2 separate regions of the Mus musculus genome follow, and region 1 is linked to region 2. A link is a contact called in public ChIA-PET data. All regions are on one chromosome and are shown on one strand. Each heading gives the region's core, a stretch centred on a gene start, on an enhancer-like site or on the middle of the called end of the contact. The rest is flanking DNA. Distances are from core to core; before and after follow the strand shown.

Evidence for each region. ChIA-PET counts read pairs in DNA pulled down with a chosen protein or histone mark.
Region 1: a contact with region 2 is called in an RNA polymerase II ChIA-PET map of memory CD8 T cells, with 15 read pairs. The contact joins two enhancer-like sites. A contact is called at or near these places in 2 of 39 promoter capture datasets (cranial neural crest and pre-B cells), 1 of 115 datasets of contacts at active chromatin or transcription factors (memory CD8 T cells) and 1 of 9 other capture datasets (liver).

The regions. Positions count from the first base shown.
Region 1 is chr3:37,148,965-37,155,528 of GRCm38.p6, reverse strand. No RefSeq gene overlaps it. Among named protein-coding and RNA genes, the nearest start is that of Gm36000, 25 kb to the left of the region's middle. Within about 2 kb of position 2,993, at least 35 of the 459 cell types and tissues checked have an H3K27ac peak or open chromatin away from gene starts, as enhancers often do. A contact at or near this core is called in memory CD8 T cells, where this site is marked.
Region 2 is chr3:36,849,495-36,856,012 of GRCm38.p6, reverse strand. No RefSeq gene overlaps it. Among named protein-coding and RNA genes, the nearest start is that of 4932438A13Rik, 10 kb to the left of the region's middle. Within about 2 kb of position 1,807, at least 120 of the 459 cell types and tissues checked have an H3K27ac peak or open chromatin away from gene starts, as enhancers often do. A contact at or near this core is called in memory CD8 T cells, where this site is marked.

The DNA.
Region 1 (6,564 bases), core at 1,744-4,243, 300 kb before region 2:
TGTGTGCATGTGCACATGTGTATACACACACACACTGTTTTGTTTTGTTTTGTTGTTTTTTGTTTTTGTTTTTCTTGCTGGCCTGGTACTCACCAACTAGGCTCAGCATGCTGGCCAGTGACCCCAGGAACCCTCTTGTTTCTCCCTCTTCAGTGTTCCAAAGCATCACTATTTCTTTAGGAAAGCAGAATGTGTTCATGATGACTTTTAGAGCCAGGGTAACAGTCTCTTCCTGGCACCACCCCTCTGAACAGCCTACGGGGACTGATGTAGTAACACTGGGTCTGAAGTGATAGTCTGTGCCTAAGAGAAAGGCGTTCTCACAGATGATAGAGTCATCTCAGCAGTAGGATGTACGCACCACTCGCAAAACCAGGAAAAGCAGCGCTCTACACTCGGCCAACCCATTTAAACACAGGCAGGAGCTTCAGAAAACATTTTTAATGATATCTGCCAGAAACCACAGATACTGCTGTGTCCGTCGACTCCCCATCTCATTGATAAAATACTTTAACAACTGCAAGGAAGGGAGGCGGGTTTGGGCCCAAGGTTAAGCTGGTACTGTCTCCTTGGGGCAAAGTGGGTGGCAAGTCACATGTTGGTGAGTTCCAGTTCTCCTCTTTGAAGACAGTATGGTTCTATTTCACTGGCATGCCTAAACGAGGGTTGTTAAGGTAGAGAGGGAAGCCACAGTGTGAATCCTCCAGGGCCCGACACTGATACAGGGACCAGAGAAGTCATCAACAGAGCAGCAGAGCCCCCACTGAACAACCCCAGACTCCAGCTGCAGGGACAGTTGCAGAGCCACCCTGGAGCTTCTTTGGAGCTATCGCTCACCTTACTGTGCAAGCACAGGAGGCAGTTAAGGCAGTGCAGAGCCTGGGCTCCAGTTCCCAGCTGTGGACAGCAGGCGATGTGACACACCGCTGGAAAGCCCTGAGTGGAGATAGAGAGGCCCAGGCAACAGCAACATGCTGGAAGAAAAAACGATCCCGTACTCAGCTCTTGAGATAATAACTGGGAGGGGCCGGGGGAGGGAAGGCAGTGAGAATGCTCTACGACAATATGATATTAAAAGGGTCTGCTGTGCTGAAAAGCAGAATTCACATGCTAGGTGGTTCTCACCCCAGTCCAGAAAGGCTGAGAACACAGAAGTGGGAGGTGGGGTGATGGCCTCTGTCAGGGCTGGAGGCGACTGCAGATGGATGACTTTTTAATATTTTTTGGCACTCTTTTCTTTCTATAAAACATTTTTACAGTGAATGCACAGTACTCTCTAAATGGTACAGTTCTGTTCGCTGTATAACCAAAGGGTCCTTTATGTGACGCTGGCCAGGCTCTTCTTGGGGTCAGGGATAAGCTAAAAGGCCCGGAGGTGCCCTTCTCCCGTCCCCTGTGGTATCTCGTGGTCAATTCACTCCTGAGCGGTAGATAACCTATTCAGGGCATCGGGAGTGTTACAAAACAACCGCATACGGGCCAGTTCTCCAGGCTTGGAGACGTGGAGCGATTTCCCATTTCTGTTCTCGGACTGTAAGCTAAAGTGTGTGGGGTTTCACGGCGCCTCTCTAGAAGTCAGCTTGGAAGATTTGCTCCTATGTGAAGTGGCGTTCTGTTCCAACTGGGCAGAGGATGCAAACACAGGTAAAAGGAGAGCTTCCTTCGCTTTCTTGGCTGCCTCTGGAAATCCAAAGAGCCTGGCAATTTTGACACAGTAAGAGAGTCTTCTTACTCCTAACTCTGCTCAGTTAGGGCTAGCCTGGGAATGTGACAGTATGGTGAGCAGGTCTTTTTGCCTGCTCAAACCTGTGATTAAATCCCAGGTACTGTGAGAAGCAATCAGGACAAAGGTCGAGGCTGAAGCCCCTCTTCTCTGCTCCTCCCTCCGCTCTGGCTGCTTCAGAATCTTTGCCCACTGAGAACTGAGTTGTGCAGATGGGAATGGGGTAGGGGCGAGGGTGGGGGAAAGGTGTGTGGGCGGGTAAGGGATAAGGGTGGGAGTGGGGTGGGGTGGGGATGAGGTGGGGTGGGGGATAAGTTGGGGATGGGGTGGGGGTGGCAGCAGAGCAGGAAGGGGGACAGCTCTTTCCAGGAAAGCCAAGTCCTTTCCACAGGCAACTGTCTGAGTTACCAAAGCCAACACAGCCAAAGTCTCTCCCCAAAGGGATGGAGGAGGGAAACCCTGGAGACCTCAGGCTGGACACCGAGAAGAAGCTGTGACAGCAGACCTGTAGGCTGTTTGTGGGGTAACAGGAAACCAAATGAACCACAGCTTCCTGTACCCCTGCTTCTTCAAACCAATTGGACTTTTCTGGACAGGAACCCAGGAAGTTTGAAAGCAAACCACAGGACAGCAGGTACCCAGGCACATGGTCTATGGTCCTGGGGAATCACCACCAGCAGGAACCCAGTGAATCCCAACCAGACTGTGCTGTATTCTCATGTCGACCGCCACTCACGGGTTCATTTCCAGATTCTGAAATTCCTTCGCATTGCACTAAGTGTTCACGTACTTACCCAGTTCGGTTTGTACATCAGAAACTATGTTTGGCTTACCCAGATCTCACCTCATAGCCACCTACAGACAAGAGATAGTCACTGGGCATTGCATCTAGCTCACAGAACGTAACTAGGATTGCTAGTCCTCCTTTTTTCTACTCAGAATACAAACTTGATAACTTGAATGGCAGCATTTGCTTTGTGGTCCTGAGGTAATGCAATATGCACATAGTTTATGTCTATACGGAGAAAAGGCTGAGACTCACAGACACTAATCGTGCTGTGGAGGTATGGGCCCAACACAGCAAATACATATGGTCAGATTTCTTCTGTTACACAGATAAAGCTTGTTGGAGCCACCATGTTAAGATTATATTACCTTCAACCTTACGTCTCCTCCATGGTTTGGGGAGCACAGCCAGAGATGGTGCAGTAGCTAAGGATGGGTGGCTGACTTCCTGTTGTTTCAGTAAACTGTGCTCTGAAAGGATCGAACGGAAAGTTCTAGGCATAAACAGTTCAAAGCAGAGCTTCTGTTACCACTGAGGTGCATCCAACTTGACGCTAAGTTTGGACAGGAAACTGAAGTAGTGTTGCTTGAGTAAGTCCTAAAGCTACATGCGAGGTGCAGTTCAGTGAGTGGGAGGAGGAGGAGGTGGATGGCTATGCGTATCGCAGGCTGAGCAGGCAAAACTCAGCCGGGAAACGGTTGGTACAAACATGGACCTCGGTGGATGAGCCTGTCCCCACTGATGCTGGAATACTGGGGAGAGGATATGAAAATGGATGTTAGAACTGGTCTGCAGCTTCCTGCAAACACCGTAAATCCCTTCACACACAGGGAGATGGGGCCAGGGTGGACCAACTGAGAGCAGAAAGGCAAGAAAGCATGTCTCTCTTCCTGGAGACATCCCTTCTGTGGGTGACTATCATCCACATCTGCTGAGAGCCCTGTGTTCTGAGGACTGCTTGTTGAAAACTAAAGATGAGACACACACACACACACACACACACACACACACACACACACACACACACACAGAGAGAGAGAGAGAGAGAGAGAGCGAGACCGAGAGACAGACAGAGAGAGACAGACACAGAGACAGAGACATACACACAGAGACAGAGATAGACAGAGAGACAGAGACAGAGACACACACAGAGATAGAGAGAGAGACAGACAGACAGAGAGACAAAGAGACAAGAGGGAGAGACAGAGAGACAGAGACAGAGAGAGACAGAGACATACACACACAGAGACAGAGAGACACAGAGAGACACAGAGAGAGACAGAGATATACACACACAGAGACAGAGAGTGACAGACAGACAGACAAAGTGACAAGAGAGAGAGAGAGACAGAGACAGACAGAGAGAGACAGAGAGAGAATACTGCCACCCAACTGACTCTGGACTCCTCTGTGGAGGTAGCAGCTATCCTCCCTGTCTCTCCCATCTTGATTTCTCTTGTACAAAGAATCAATGCAATCAATAAGAAAAATACATTAATTGTCTTTACAGGGGAGGGACAAAGTATCAGTCCTACTAGGTCAGCTGGCTCGGGTATGTGTTAGATCAGCAGGAAAAGGAAGCAAGTTGATGCATAGGAGCTCTGCTAACACACACAGGCACCAGGGAGCTCTCCGTGGGGTTAGAAGGAATGTGGTACAAGAGCTGACAGCCAATGAGAAGCTTATAGGGAAGCTGAACTTCCGGGAATAGCAAATTGTAGGATGGTAAAAATATAGGGAAGAATGGATGGTAAGAATTGTTTTCCTTGTAAGTTTTGTGTGTACATGTCTGGCTATCAGATAAAAAGGACCTAATGCCTGTAAAGATTAATATTTGCTATTTCTGGTCATCAGGATGGATGTGTCTACAACTTTCAGCAAAATGAAATACAGAGAGTGTTTCTGCTCTCTGGTTCTTGTCAGTTTGCTCTCAGCTCAAAATAAGCAGTTTGCCACAGGACTGCACTTCAGGAAGGCAGCACCCTGACATCGACAATGCTTCCCCAGCTTCTTAGCTACACCAGCACTCAGCAATGCCTCAAAGCACCTGTATCTCAGAAATTAGGCCCTGAGCTGCTGTTCCCAGGAGACCTGACATCCTCACACAGACATACATACAGCAAAACACCAATGGGCACACACACACACACACACACACACACACACACATACACACAGAGAGAGAGAGAGAGAGACAGACAGACAGACACAGAGAGAGAGAGAGACAGACAGACAGACAGACAGAGAGACAGACAGATAGACAGACAGAGAGAGACAGACAGACAGACACACACACACACACACACACACACACACACAAACTGAAAAAAAATTAGGTCCTGATAACAGTCCAACCACCTCAGTAAGATATATAACTATGAAAGAAAAATATTGTTTCCAAGTTTTTAAAAAAAGCACTTGCCATCTTCCCCTGAAACAATGACCCCAGTTATGAGGCAGGGATTCATTTGCAGCTGCCTCTTGTCTGCCTGTCCTCCCTTGCCTTCCAGGTTTGCTCTTCCTTCTGTCTGGGAGTCCAGCTGCAAGTCACGAAGGTCCACTGTGAGGCTCTGTCCAAAGAAGGAGGCTCACCACTGGATGAGGGAGACCTCGCCCAGTATGTAGACCTCCTACGTCTCGTTTTTCTATAATTCCGTTTTCCTCTCTCACTGAAGCTCTTTGTACCTTGAAACTCCCTGAGCAGAGGTCTGAGGTGGACTTGCTTGTCTCCTTCAGTGCCAGCTTTGGATAGACTTGCACTCTCCTGCTAGTTCCCGTCTCTTGCATGGTTCAAGGGCAGGAAGCTGGACAAACCTGATTCTAGCAACAGTTTTGTAGAAGAATAAGTCATACAATCTTGTGGACAGAGCTTAAAGACAACAGCTCCCTTGTCATCTTTTCTTCTTCTTCTTCTTCTTCTTCTTCTTCTTCTTCTTCTTCTTCTTCTTCTTCTTCTTCTTCTTCTTCTTCTTCTTCTTCTTCTTCTTCTTCTTCTTCTTCTTCTTCTTCTTCTCTTCTTCTTTCTTCCTTCTTCTTCCTCCTCCTCCTTCTTCTTTTCTTCCTCCTCCTCCTCCTCCTTCTTCTTCTATCTCGGACTGGCTTAATTGGGAAGAAGGTTGCTTATTCCCAGAAAGTGAATCTCTGAGGAAGAACACTAAGAAAGGAGCTTCAGGTTTCACAAGCTCTCTGTGTCAATCTCTCCACAACCCCAAGGGCTCCTACTGTCTATCTAAAAATGTAGAAGAAACATGAGGTTGAAAACTAAATCAGATAGAATAGAAAAGTAAGTTTTAAGATGGTGGTATATTAACCATTTTCCGTGATTTCATAAATGTAGTATTTTACCTACTCTGTTCCCAATTCCTGCTTCATTTATTACTTAGATCAGTGCTTCTCAGCCCCTTAGTATGACTCTTTATGTTGTGGTAACCATCAACCATAAAAGTATTTTGTTGCTACTTCATAACGGAGTGCCACCATGCCAGCCTGTTACACTGCCCAGTGCTAGGGTTAATGTGAAGTGCCACCATGCTGGCCTTTTCTGGAAGTGATGAGGATTTGAATGCAGATTTTCCTTCTGCAGCAGCTTCTCTACAAACTTACCCATCTCCCCAATCCACCAGACAGCACAGACTTTATCCCGACATTCGATTGAAAGCAACAGCATTTCAGAGTTGTTTTCCCCCAGACACATTAGTAGTGTTTAGATTAATAGAAAGTATAAAGTTATTCAACTGTAATACTGAAATACAAATCATACTTCCCAGTATAAAAATAAATCATTTTTTTCCTGATACTTAGCATAATCATACAGAGAAAGCCGTAGTGCCGTGTGCTTTAGTTGAGAAAAATGAGGTCCAGGTGGAAGGAAGACTTCCAGGAAGGCAGGAGCTTCCGTTTCAGATTGTAAACAGCCATCAAAGGAAGAGGTAAACATGGAAGTGAGACTTCTCTGCAGGTAGAAACAGCTAGAAATGTACAAAAGGGGGATTGCTTTTTGTAAGAGAGATTTTCTCCAGAGTCGCTCAGAAGGCATGATCTCAGGGAACCATTT
Region 2 (6,518 bases), core at 558-3,057:
GTTTTATTTTTTTAGAACCACCTCTATGTACAGATACTTTAAAAATGCACATACACTGAGGGTTTTGTGAAACATAGGAGCTAGAAATAAAATGTAGGGTTAAGTAAGAAAATGTCAAGCTCTTCCCTTGAGAACATGTGAGACTCCAGCAAGCAGCTCTGCATCTCCCTCAGGGTTGACTGAGCTCAGCTTCTTCTCCATTGCTGGGATCAAAATGACCTGTGAAGCCCTGATGCTATTTCAATGTCATAGACTTGAAATTGAAGTAAAGGTGGTGAGTAGATGAACCACTAGTTATATGCATTCCTTTCTCCAAGGACATCCATTTTTATCTCCCCGTGGTAAGCCTCTTGCAGGAATCAATAGCCTGTCTCTACTAGCGTGGAAGGGAAAACTAAAGCGGTGGTCCTGCGCAGGACGGGAACCATATAACAGGGTTGGGCATGAGATTCCCAGCAGTGGGAGACAGGTGCACCCACAAGTTGTGATTTTAAAAGCCTCCATTTTGAAAATTTGGATTTATTACATAAAAGAACTTGCTTCAAAAGCAGTAGGTCAATGATTTCATTAAGCAGAAGAAATGGGGCTACTGCAGTAGGTATTAAAAATATTAAGTAAAGTCTATAATTCTATTGCAGTTGGAGATAGAAGAATCAGGAGTTCAAGGTCATCTTGGGTTTTATAGCAAATTTTAGGCCATTGTGGGCTACATGAAATCTTGTTTCAATAAATAGAAGGAAGGAAAGAAGGGAGAGAGGGGGAGGGAGGGAGGGAGATGAAAGGAATAAAAGAAGAAAGGAAAGAAGGTAAGACAAGTTTGATGAAAAAACAAACCAATATTGTTTTTTGAAGCAAAAATAGATAAATATTAAAACAAAAATGATGTGGTATATGGAAACTGATATATAAAACTTACAGCCCCAAACAATGGCACATTGAAAGGATCTGTTGCTAGGGTTTGCCTTATATAGCGCAGTTGAACTCCATTTGTTGGGACTCCAGAGAAAGAAAAGCACCAAAAAACTTCTGGTGGTGTGATACAGTTTCCTGCCCCTTCTGTGGATGCAGGCTGATTGGGGGCATAATGTCAGCTGAGACAGAATCACATGCTGAGAGAAGACCCAAGGAGGACACACGATGTTTGCAGGGTATAAATAGGACTTAACAACAGATAGTGACCGAGACTGAACTAACTGAGAGAGGCACAGCCAAGAACTTTTCCTAGTGTTCCCATTGGCCTTGAATGATTCATGGGATAACATCTGCTGCCTGTGTACTGAAGATGTTTTCCAGTACATCTCCTCTTGTCCAGTTGGAGATAACTATTGTCTATAACAACATTGAAACAATAGAGCTGTACTACAATAATGAAGTCCAGGGAGGAGGGTACAAGTGCCAACATACAAATATGAAACAACAACAACAACAACAAATATCTATAGAAAAAGCATTGAGAGCTAGGAAGGCAGTTGGGACAGGCTATACAGGGCTTTGCATTTCATATGAAAGGGTGTGTCTTTTCTGAAGAGGACATCAATAGTGACTTAAACCATGGCCCCTGCAGCAGGCAAACATAGAGGGTTACGCTGCAGGCTTCACCCTGGTGTGTTAGAAAATGCAGATGTTGAGGAAGTAAGGATACAACAGGAAGAACGGTAAATGAGAGACCCTGGAAGCAGCTCATTTGCTTTCCTGGTTGCACAAAGCCCTGCATGTTTGTAAACCTGTGGTTAGGAAATGATGTATCTCACTGTTCCGGAAGTACCAGACCTCAACATCCTGCTTATGCACTGCTCGTATCTCAGAGCTTTTCCTCGGGGCTTGTGAAAGAAGAACCGTATCATAAACCTAAATAAACAACCACGAGCCTATGCCCTCTGGTGGCTCTGTGGTTGGAACTGTAAGATATGGAGCAGGAAAAAAAAAAAGAAAGAAAAAAGTAAAGGAAGAAGTACCTTAGAATCAAGCCCTGTATACAGACTAGTAAGAGAAGCAGAGATGCTGATAATGACCCAGCACCCGCCCTCTGCTTCCTCCTCTCTCCCTCCCTTCAGAAACCCTCATCCTCTAACCGAAGTTTCCTGCTTTGCCAGTGAAGATAGTGGACATCTGGGGACAGCCCTGCTGACAGCATTGCTGGACATCACACTCCTCCCCAGTGCGCAGCTCATTGCTAGCCCCTCCCCACCCCCCACTACCCTCACTAGGATCCTTATCAGCTGCTCTTTCCTGACAGTCATCTGTCAGTCTCATCAGTGCACTACTGTTAATTGAATTTTGCTTTTGAAATTGCCGTGTTCTGTGTACCACTGGCACAAAAATGCTTTCTCCATATGCATGGATATAATAGATTAGTTTTAAAAACTTTATGCCGACCCGGGCCTGATCTGGGGCACAAGTCCCTTCCGCTCGACTCGAGCCCCGGGCTTCCTTGCCAGCAGAGTCTTGCCCAACACCCGCAAGGGCCCACACGGGACTCCCCACGGGACCCTAAGACCTCTGGCGAGTGGAACACAGCGCCTGCCCCAATCCAATCGCGCGGAACTTGAGACTGCGGTACATAGGGAAGCAGGCTACCCTGGCTTGATCTGGGGCACAAGTCCCTTCCGCTCGACTCGAGACTCGAGCCCCGGGCTTCCTTGCCAGCAGAGTCTTGCCCAACGCCCGCAAGGGCCCACACGGGACTCCCCACGGGACCCTAAGACCTCTGGCGAGTGGAACACAGCGCCTGCCCCAATCCAATCGCGCGGAACTTGAGACTGCGGTACATAGGGAAGCAGGCTACCCGGGCCTGATCTGGGGCACAAGTCCCTTCCACTCGACTCGAGCCCCGGGCTACCTTGCCAGCTGAGTCGCAAGGGCCCACACAGGATTCCACACGTGATCCTAAGACCTCTAGTGAGTGGAACACAACTTCTGCCAGGAGTCTGGTTCGAACACCAGATATCTGGGTACCTGCCTTGCAAGAAGAGAGCTTGCCTGCAGAGAATACTCTGCCCACTGAAACTAAGGAGAGTGCTACCCTCCAGGTCTGCTCATAGAGGCTAACAGAGTCACCTGAAGAACAAGCTCTTAACAGTGACAACTAAAACAGCTAGCTTCAGAGATTACCAGATGGCGAAAGGCAAACGTAAGAATCCTACTAACAGAAATCAAGACCACTCACCATCATCAGAACGCAGCACTCCCACCCCACCTAGTCCTGGGCACCCCAACACAACCGAAAATCTAGATCCAGATTTAAAAACATTTCTCATGATGATGATAGAGGACATCAAGAAGGACTTTCATAAGTCACTTAAAGAATTACAGGAGAGCACTGCTAAAGAGTTACAGGCCCTTAAAGAAAAGCAGGAAAACACAGCCAAACAGGTAGAAATCATTAAAGAAAAACAGGAAAACACATCCAAACAGGTGATGGAAATGAACAAAACCATACTAGAACTAAAAGGGGAAGTAGACACAATAAAGAAAACCCAAAGCGAGGCAACGCTGGAGATAGAAACCCTAGGAAAGAGATCTGGAACCATAGATGCGAGCATCAGCAACAGAATACAAGAAATGGAAGAGAGAATCTCAGGTGCAGAAGATTCCATAGAGAACATCGACACAACAGTCAAAGAAAATACAAAATGCAAAAGGATCCTAACTCAAAACATCCAGGTAATCCAGGACACAATGAGAAGACCAAACCTACGGATAATAGGAATTGATGAGAATGAAGATTTTCAACTTAAAGGGCCAGCTAATATCTTCAACAAAATAATAGAAGAAAACTTCCCAAACATAAAAAAAGAGATGCCCATGATCATACAAGAAGCCTACAGAACTCCAAATAGACTGGACCAGAAAAGAAATTCCTCCCGACACATAATAATCAGAACAACAAATGCACTAAATAAAGATAGAATATTAAAAGCAGTAAGGGAGAAAGGTCAAGTAACATATAAAGGAAGGCCTATCAGAATAACACCAGACTTTTCACCAGAGACTATGAAAGCCAGAAGAGCCTGGACAGATGTTATACAGACACTAAGAGAACACAAATGCCAGCCCAGGCTACTATACCCGGCCAAACTCTCAATTACCATAGATGGAGAAACCAAAGTATTCCATGACAAAACCAAATTCACACAATATCTTTCCACAAATCCAGCCCTTCAAAGGATAATAACAGAAAAGAAGCAATACAAGGACGGAAATCACGCCCTAGAACAACCAAGAAAGTAATCCCTCAACAAACCAAAAAGAAGACAGCCACAAGAACAGAATGCCAACTCTAACAACAAAAATAAAAGGGAGCAACAATTACTTTTCCTTAATATCTCTTAATATCAATGGTCTCAATTCCCCAATAAAAAGACATAGACTAACAGACTGGCTACACAAACAGGACCCAACATTCTGCTGCTTACAGGAAACCCATCTCAGGGAAAAAGACAGACACTACCTCAGAGTGAAAGGCTGGAAAACAATTTTCCAAGCAAATGGACTGAAGAAACAAGCTGGAGTAGCCATTTTAATATCGGATAAAATCGACTTCCAACCCAAAGTTATCAAAAAAGACAAGGAGGGACACTTCATACTCATCAAAGGTAAAATCCTCCAACAGGAACTCTCAATTCTGAATATCTACGCACCAAATGCAAGGGCAGCCACATTCATCAGAGACACTTTAGTAAAGCTCAAAGCATACATTGCACCTCACACAATAATAGTGGGAGACTTCAACACACCACTTTCTTCAAAGGACAGATCGTGGAAACAGAAACTAAACAGGGACACAGTGAAACTAACAGAAGTTATGAAACAAATGGACCTGACAGATATCTACAGAACATTTTATCCTAAAACAAAAGGATATACCTTCTTCTCAGCACCTCACGGGACCTTCTCCAAAATTGACCATATAATTGGTCACAAAACAGGCCTCAATAGATACAAAAATATTGAAATTGTCCCATGTATCCTATCAGACCACCATGGCCTAAGACTGATCTTCAATAACAACATAAATAATGGAAAGCCAACATTCACGTGGAAACTGAATAACACTCTTCTCAATGATACCTTGGTCAAGGAAGGAATAAAGAAAGAAATTAAAGACTTTTTAGAGTTTAATGAAAATGAAGCCACAACGTACCCAAACCTATGGGACACAATGAAAGCATTTCTAAGAGGGAAACTCATAGCTCTGAGTGCCTCCAAGAAGAAACGGGAGACAGCACATACTAGCAGCCTGACAACACATCTAAAAGCCCTAGAAAAAAAGGAAGCAAATTCACCCAAGAGGAGTAGACGGCAGGAAATAATCAAACTCAGGGGTGAAATCAACCAAGTGGAAACAAAAAGAACTATTCAAAGAATTAACCAAACGAGGAGTTGGTTCTTTGAGAAAATCAACAAGATAGATAAACCCTTAGCTAGACTCACTAAAGGGCACAGGGACAAAATCCTAATTAACAAAATCAGAAATGAAAAGGGAGACATAACAACAGATCCTGACGAAATCCAAAACACCATCAGATCCTTCTACAAAAGGCTATACTCAACAAAACTGGAAAACCTGGACGAAATGAACAAATTTCTGGACAGATACCAGGTACCAAAGTTGAATCAGGATCAAGTTGACCATCTAAACAGTCCCATATCACCTAAAGAAATAGAAGCAGTTATTAATAGTCTCCCAACCAAAAAAAGCCCAGGACCAGATGGGTTTAGTGCAGAGTTCTATCAGACCTTCAAAGAAGATCTAATTCCAATTCTGCACAAACTATTTCACAAAATAGAAGTAGAAGGTACTCTACCCAACTCATTTTATGAAGCCACTATTACTCTGATACCTAAACCACAGAAAGATCCAACAAAGATAGAGAACTTCAGACCAATTTCTCTTATGAATATCGATGCAAAAATCCTCAATAAAATTCTCGCTAACCGAATCCAAGAACACATTAAAGCAATCATCCATCCTGACCAAGTAGGTTTTATTCCAGGGATGCAGGGATGGTTTAATATACGAAAATCCATCAATGTAATCCATTATATAAACAAACTCAAAGACAAAAACCACATGATCATCTCCTTAGATGCAGAAAAAGCATTTGACAAGATCCAACACCCATTCATGATAAAAGTTTTGGAAAGATCAGGAATTCAAGGCCCATACCTAAACATGATAAAAGCAATCTACAGCAAACCAGTAGCCAACATCAAAGTAAATGGAGAGAAGCTGGAAGCAATCCCACTAAAATCAGGGACTAGACAAGGCTGCCCACTTTCTCCCTACCTTTTCAACATAGTACTTGAAGTATTAGCCAGAGCAATTCGACAACAAAAGGAGATCAAGGGGATACAAATTGGAAAAGAGGAAGTCAAAATATCACTTTTTGCAGATGATATGATAGTATATATAAGTGACCCTAAAAATTCTACCAGAGAACTCCTAAACCTGATAAACAGCTTCGGTGAAGTAGCTGGATATAAAATAAACTCAAACAAGTCAATGGCCTTTCTCT